Linked DNA regions of Zea mays: region 1 is linked to region 2. A link is a contact called in public Hi-C data. All regions are on one chromosome and are shown on one strand. Each heading gives the region's core, a stretch centred on a gene start, on an enhancer-like site or on the middle of the called end of the contact. The rest is flanking DNA. Distances are from core to core; before and after follow the strand shown. Region 1 holds the start of LOC103641528. Region 2 has its middle 17 kb from the start of LOC118473520.

Region 1 (3,923 bases), core at 105-2,604, 150 kb before region 2:
TTCGTAGCAATTACTAACGTTTAAAAACAACAAATAACCTTTCATTTTGGTGTTAGTGTGACAAATCATTGCTGCTCCATCCAATTCAGCAACCTCAAACATCATGTAGTCAATTGCGCTAATGTGGTCTCAGAAACGACCTAATGCTTGCAAGAGCCAAGAATGTCGTGCCGTGCTTGGGCTGTAGCCTCGGCCCGTAGTGCTGGCCCGGCGCGACATGATTATTTTTTATTTTACAAAAACATATATACATATATACAATTTATATTCAATATTAAAAAAATCTTAGCGTGATGTTCTACTGGTTAGACAGTTTCACACAGTGTCTCCCGCCCTTCTTCCAGGGCATGAGTTCGAACCCCACCTCCTACACCGTTTTTTTAACATTTTACGCTGATTTAATTAAATGGTCAGCAGGCCGACATGACGTGTATGTGCCATAGTTGTGGCCCGCGTGCATCTAGCCTGTGTCGGGCGTCGTTACGCTGATTTAATTAAATGGATCGACGGGCTAACGGGCTGGCCCGACACAGTTATCTGGCTGACATGACGTGCTTGTGCCATAGTTGTGGCCCGCGTGCATCTAGCCCGTGTCGGGCGTTGTTACGCTGATTTAATTAAATGGATCGACGGGCTAACGGGCTGGCCCGACACAGTTATCTGGCCGACATGACGTGTCTGTGCCATAGTTGTGGCCCGCGTGCATCTAGCCCGTGTCGGGCGTCGTCGTGCAACGAATTAATTTGAAATAGCTGTGAGGGGTTATTTGTAAAAAAAATAACGCATGACGACCGTTGAAACTGATGCTTTAAATATAGTATAGACTTATCTCTCTGTCGCGGTGTCAAAAGGGAAGGGTTGTGGTGTGGTCTCTCGCCAACTGTTCCACCGCAATAATTGTCGGGCGCGGACGCAGCGGCACCAACGCAGCTCGCTCGTACTACTGATCTCTTTCTCTCTCAACCTTTTTTTCCATATACTACTATTATACTACTGTTATAATAGTGCGCGTTTGTACTGTGATAAAGCAACACACTGGTGTATTAGATCAGTGCACTCCTCTTTGCAGTCCTGATGAAGTAGCAGGCAGTCAAGTCCTACCAAAGACCCACCGGGAAAATATCGAAAAATACTACCACAGCTACTATTATAGTAGTGGTAGAGGTAGACTTTTATAGACTATGTATGTAGTAGTAGAGAGAGAGAGAGAGTCTGTGCGAGAAAGGAGATACAGTCCTCTGAGTTGTGAGTGGTGCGGGTAGGCAGGAGAGGGAGAGGGAGAGGGAGAGAGATATAGAGAGAGAGGTGACTGAGTGCCTTTATATTCCAGGCTTGACCTCTAGACTCGTGAGTTCCTGCCTGCTCGGCTCTCGCTAGACGGTCTCAAAGTGCTCCAAGCACAAGTCACAAGTATAGAGAGCTCGAGAAACCAAGATGAACAGTGTGCTGTAGAGAGAGAAGCCACAGACAGATACAGAAGGCCTGGGTTCTGGAGACATTGGCTTGCTTCTCTATATCCGCCAAAGACCAAAGCCAAGCAAAGCGGGCACAAGACTACAAGAGCGAGTAGCAATTGGGGGCCGAGAAAAATCACAAAAAATAGTGCCGCGGCGAGCGAGGGCGTCTGGGCGAGTGCGCGAGGCACCGTCCCGTACTCCCGTGTCACCCTTCGGGTTTTTGTTTTTCTTCTTTTCTGTTGGCTTTGGCCTTTGGGCTTCCCAGTTCCCCCGCCGCGCCCCGCCGCGCCCCGCGAGAGGAAAGGAAACAAAGGCAGGTCCAGCAGCAGGCAAACGAACCAAACCGACGTAACCGCGGACATGACGGCCGCGTGACGCCATGTCGGCCGAGGAGGGCGCGTCGGCGTCAGCGTCCGCGCCGGCGGAGGCGGGGGCAATGGTGGCCGAGGAGGCGGCGGCCAGGAAGCGGTACGAGGCGCTGGTGCAGGTGCGCGCCAAGGCCATCAAGGGCAAGGGCGCCTGGTACTGGGCGCACCTGGAGCCCGTGCTCGTGCCGCCGCCCGCGTCCGGGCAGCCGCCCAAGATGGCGCGCCTGCGCTGCACGCTGTGCGCCGCCACGTTCTCCGCCTCCAACCCGTCGCGCACCGCCTCCGAGCACCTCAAGCGCGGCGCCTGCCACAACTTCACGTCGCCGCTGGCAGCCTCCGCGCCTGTCTCCACCCCGCCGCCGCCGCCGCCGCCGCTCTCCATCGTCGCGGCGTCCTCCGTCGTGCCCATCTCCTCCTTCCCGCCGTCGTCGCAGCGCCGCCACTCCACCGGCGGCGGCCGCCGCAAGCGCCACGCGCTGGCAGCGGCGTACGCGGCCGTGGAGGCGGCCTCCTCGCAGCACGTGGTGGTTGGCGAGCCGGCCATCTACTCCACGCCTCCCACGCCACCGGCGCTGCCCGCGCCGCGCCACCAGGTCCTCTCGGGCGGCCGAGGCGACCTAGGTGCGCTGGCGCGCCTCGAGGACAGCGTCAAGCGCCTCAAGTCGCCCGTCGGGTCACCGGGGTCGATGCTGCCGCGCCACCAGGCCGACGCGGCGCTCGCGCTGCTCGCGGACTGGTTCCTCGAGTCGTCCGGGAGCGTCTCCCTGGCCGCGGCGGAGCACCCCAAGCTCAAGGCTTTCCTGCGCCAGGTCGGCATCCCGGAGCTGTCGCGCGCTGACCTAACCCGCGGACGCCTCGAGGCGCGCTTCGCCGAGGCCCGCGCCGACGCCGCCGCGCGCGTCCGGGACGCGCGCTTCTTCCAGCTCGCCGCGGACGGGTGGCGCGACCGGGTAGTCACGCTCGCCGTCAACCTCCCCAACGGCACGTCCGTCTTCCACCACGCCGTGCCCATGCCGGCGCCGCCGTCGTCCGACTACGCCGAGGTGGTGCTGCTGGACGCCGCCTCGTCCGTCGCAGCCTCCGCCGACCTCCGCCATTGCGCCAGCGTCGTCGCTGACCGCTTCGGCTCCAAGGCTCTGCGCGATCTCGAGAGCAAGCACCCGTGGATGGTGAACCTCTCGTGCCAGGCCCATTGCTTGGCACGCGTGGCGAAAGACCTGGCGCGCGAGCTCCCTGTGGTCCATTCCGCCGCCACCAACTGTGCCAGGATGGCCGCCTACTTCAACACCACCCCGGCCGTGGGGGCGCTGCTGCGACGGCACCAAGTCCAGGAGCTTGGGCACGCTGGGCTCCTGCGCGTCGCGGCTCCGCTGTCGAATGGCGACACCGAGATCAGCGCGGCATTCGCGATGCTCGATGACGTGCTGACCTGTGCGCGGCCGCTCCAGCTCTCCGTGCTCGAGGAGCCGTTCAAGCTGCTGTGCGTCGACGACTCTACCGCGCGGGAGATGGTAGACATGGTGCACAGCGCGGCGTTCTGGGCCGAGGTGGAGGCGGCGCACTCGCTGGTGAAGCTGATCACCGACATGGTGAAGGAGATGGAGGCCGAGCGGCCGCTCGTCGGGCAATGCCTCCCGCTGTGGGAGGACCTGCGTGGCAAGGTCAGAGGCTGGTGCCGCAAGTTCAACGTGGACGAAGGCGTCGCCTTGAGCGTGCTGGAGAGGAGGTTCGGTAGGAGCTACCACCCGGCGTGGTCGGCGGCATTCATCCTGGACCCGCTGTATCTTATCAAGGACGTGAGTGGGCGGTACCTCCCGCCATTCAAATACCTCACCCCGGAGCAGGAGAAGGACGTGGACAGGCTGATCACGAGGCTGGTGTCGCCGGAGGAGGCGCACCTGGCGATGATGGAGCTGATGAAGTGGCGGTCGGAGGGCCTGGACCCGCTGTACGCGCAAGCGGTGCAGGTCCGGCAGCCCGACCCGGCGACGGGGAAGATGAAGATCGCCAACAAGCAGAGCAGCCGGCTCGTGTGGGAGACGTGCCTGAGCGAGCTGAAGTCGCTGGGCAAGGTGGCCGTGCGGCTGATTTTCCTCCA
Region 2 (3,455 bases), core at 621-3,120:
TGCAGCAGCTAGCAGGACAGGAGCCACACAGAACGCAGACGCCGGCCGGGCAGCTAGAGCCCCGCCAGTGTCAAAAAGAAGCGAACAAACAAGAGCCTGCAGGCGCCCACGCGCGCAAAACAGCGGCGTCAGGCTCAGGCCAGCGACGACGATCGATATGCTAAAAGCTAGCAGCTTCTCGATCAGAGCTCTCGTGACCGGCGGCCGGTCAACTACTGGAACTGGGGTTTCTATCCATCTCCCTCCCTGTGGCTGTCTGTGGTCCATCCAAGCCGCGCTCAAAGAACCTAGCTACTAGCTGCCATAGCAACAGTGAATGAATGAATAAATAAATAAAATAAAATAAAATACGCATTACATTCTTTGGTGTCATTGATTAAAAACAAGACGAAGATGGATATGCGTGTTACTCCTATATGACAGTGCGCCGCGAGCTAATTAATTAATTAAATGATCGGATCGATACGAGTCGATATGATTAGTCGGCTTGCTTTTGTCTGCGTCAGTCCGAACCCCAGTGTGCACCAAAAAAAAAGAAAGAAAGAAGATTTGCGCGCATCGATCATAATGAGATCTCGACTTGCAATACTATTTCAGTTCTGACGGGACATATCCACCACGATCACTGCTGGCTATATATACTCTCTAGGGTTACCTTACAAATGGCTGTACACTATACTGTTTTACACTATTCTTTGATGATTTCCTTGTCTTAAAATTTTCTAATACACTATGTTACATTACAGACGGACGATGGAATAATATGCGTTCTTTCTCTCTCATAGCAATCATGCATGCATGTCCCAGCAGTGATCCTCTTTAACTAAGGCCCTGTTTGGTTTCTTTAGTCACTCGACTAAATTTTAGTGACTAAAGTTTAGTTGCTAAAGTATCCTGTTTGATTCCAGTGACTAAACCGAACTAAAGAGCATTAATTGCTGTGAATAATGACTGTTTTACCCCTATTAATTAATAGATGTTTACTATAAGAAGAAAGTTGAGAGGGCAAATAAGGTAAAAATACTACTTTAGTCCCTTTTAGTCACCCCTTGGTGACTAAAGAACTAAAGTTTAGTCATCCCATTTTAGTCACCATGTTTGCTTCTTTAGGGACTAAAAGTGACTAAAATTTAGTCACTAAACTTTAGTTACCCCTAACCAAACGGGGCCTAAATTCAGTTCTTGACGTCCTAAATATCCCTCTCCAAATAGTACTTGCGGAGCAAAAGTTGGTAAGTGGTTGGGTCGCTTTTGGAAAATTTCGGTTTTGTAGTGGGCAAGCATGCATGGTAGTCAGTAGTGATTCGGCCAATAATAATATGCGTTCGTAGCCAGTACACAGTTATACCTAGCTAATTAAGCTAGCTATAGGCGAACTGGCTGCAAATAGTTTCTATAAGATTATAAAATTAGAACCCCTAGTAGGTAAGCAAAACATTGATCAGTGCTCCGGCCCCTAAAGTTCCTTTCTACACAGTATGATACTACTTTCTAATGGACCACTCTTTAAGATACTACTACTGCTACAGATAATTAGCCGTCGGCACTAAAATTGAGGTGTAGTAGCCAGTAGCATCTAGATGAACAGTAGCAGCATCTCCTTTTCCAGTATGATAAGCGACATGGATTAATATATCACTGTGGATGTGTCAGGTTCAGGCAGCAGAAAGTCGGATGGTTAACAAACAATTAACGAGTCACATCGTCGACGTATTATAACAAGTTGCTATTAGAGGCCATGCATGTGAACATATATATACGTCTGATGGATCAGCAGCATCAAAAGCTTGGGTGCGTGCAGTGGTACCATGTGATGCATGGGGGACCTACACACATACGTAATACATACCGTCGTCTTCATCAAAAGGAATGCTACTGCTGTCCCTATCCCGAAAGAGGAATTGGTGGGGTTCATAATACTGCATGCATGGGGATGTGAGCTTATTAGATAATCAGTTTATGTATACATCGGTTCAAGCTCTACTACTATCCAATTCAAATATAATTCGTTATAATAATGTAGCTGATGAGTTGATAATGCACTCCTAAATTAAACAAATCCCAAATAAAACAGATGAAATCATACCGATCTTGTTTTCATGGATCCATCATCGCTTTATATCATATATATATTGCAATAATCTATTATAATTTCACTGAACAGTGGTGCCAGTGGATGTATAAAATGAAGAAACACTAATTGCTAGATCTGACAAGGATCTGTTTGGTCCAGAAAATTTCCATTTTGTCAATATATACATGATTGGTCATGCATGAGTGGTGGTGGCCAAATGGAAAATGTCACCTTCAACCGTACATATGAACCAGATCTGTTTTTGCTTTTCTTCAATTCCTAGCTTTTCACAAATTAAATACGATATTTTGTTTTGACTGCATGCAGCATTTTTTCTAATAAAGATGCCGTTTTACACATATCCGACCTGATAATACGAAGTTTGAAGCTTGTAGCCTCTCGAAACCGGGTAAATTAAGGGCCTGTTTGGCATGGCTCCAGAGCAAAACTCCAAGGAGGAGCTGGCCAGAGCATGCCAAACACCCTAACTCCAGAGTTGTAAACTCTATGGAGTTTTTGGAGCTACAGTACAATTTTTTGGAGTACCTCTTTTGCTGCTCTGAAAACTCCAAAAAAGCAACCTAGTCATGGAGTTTTGAGTTATTTACCCGCCATTGCCACTGGTTATGAGAAACAATCTAAACTCTGGAGCAGAGCTGCTCCACCCAGAGTTTTAGAGTAGAGCTGCTCTGGGGTGGAGCAGAGCCATGCCAAACACACCCTAAATCTCTAGCTTCGAACAGAGGTGATAAATAGGTTGCAAATTATTGCTAACTACCTTATAGAATGTAGTGTTGGAGGCAATATTCAAAACAAGGTAATTGTGTCCGACGCTGCTCTACCAAGGTGGCTAATCATTTGAAAAGAGCTTCAATTCGTTGGTGATCTTAGATGCTTGGTCTATTTGGAAGCAAAGGAACAAGTGTGCCTTTCGAGACGAAGATCATCCCGAGAGAAGGTAATAGGAATATGAGACCATTTGGTCCTGATGTACGGTCCTTGGATACCTACATGCTGCACCCTTCTCTGGGCCTCTTTTTTCTGCTTTTTATTGCCGGGTTCAAAACTTGAGCCCCTGGTGATGGGGAGATCAAATAAGCTTCTCCGTGGAAGCTGACGAAGCTTGATGGCTTGCCATACTCTTCGTCGTGATGAAGCTCGTCATGGTCGTAGGATCACTGGAGGTGAGCGTCAATGTTGATCACTTGTTTTCAATTGTTGTACGGTATCGAAAACAAGGCAACACAAAATTGAGAAACGAGAACCTTCGCCCCCAAGATAATAGACCTACGGTGTAATCATCCGAGGACAAAGGTTTAAACATGCAATAAAAGGTGAAGCAGTCATATGCGTGATTTTAATCCTCTGAAGGTACCAGAAA

Evidence for each region. A called contact is a pair of places that touch in the nucleus more often than the background predicts.
Region 1: a contact with region 2 is called in a Hi-C map of tassel, with 2.6 times the contacts expected there. The contact joins the promoter of LOC103641528 here to the enhancer-like site in region 2. A contact is called at or near these places in 2 of 25 Hi-C or Micro-C datasets (tassel and an unstated tissue).

The regions. Positions count from the first base shown.
Region 1 is chr10:105,077,081-105,081,003 of Zm-B73-REFERENCE-NAM-5.0, reverse strand. LOC103641528 reads left to right here and starts at 1,354. Exons shown (of 1, transcript XM_008664864.4): 1 at 1,354-3,923. The coding sequence starts at 1,837.
Region 2 is chr10:104,927,911-104,931,365 of Zm-B73-REFERENCE-NAM-5.0, reverse strand. No RefSeq gene overlaps it. Among protein-coding and RNA genes, the nearest start is that of LOC118473520, 17 kb to the left of the region's middle. Within about 2 kb of position 1,870, at least 11 of the 20 cell types and tissues checked have an H3K27ac peak or open chromatin away from gene starts, as enhancers often do.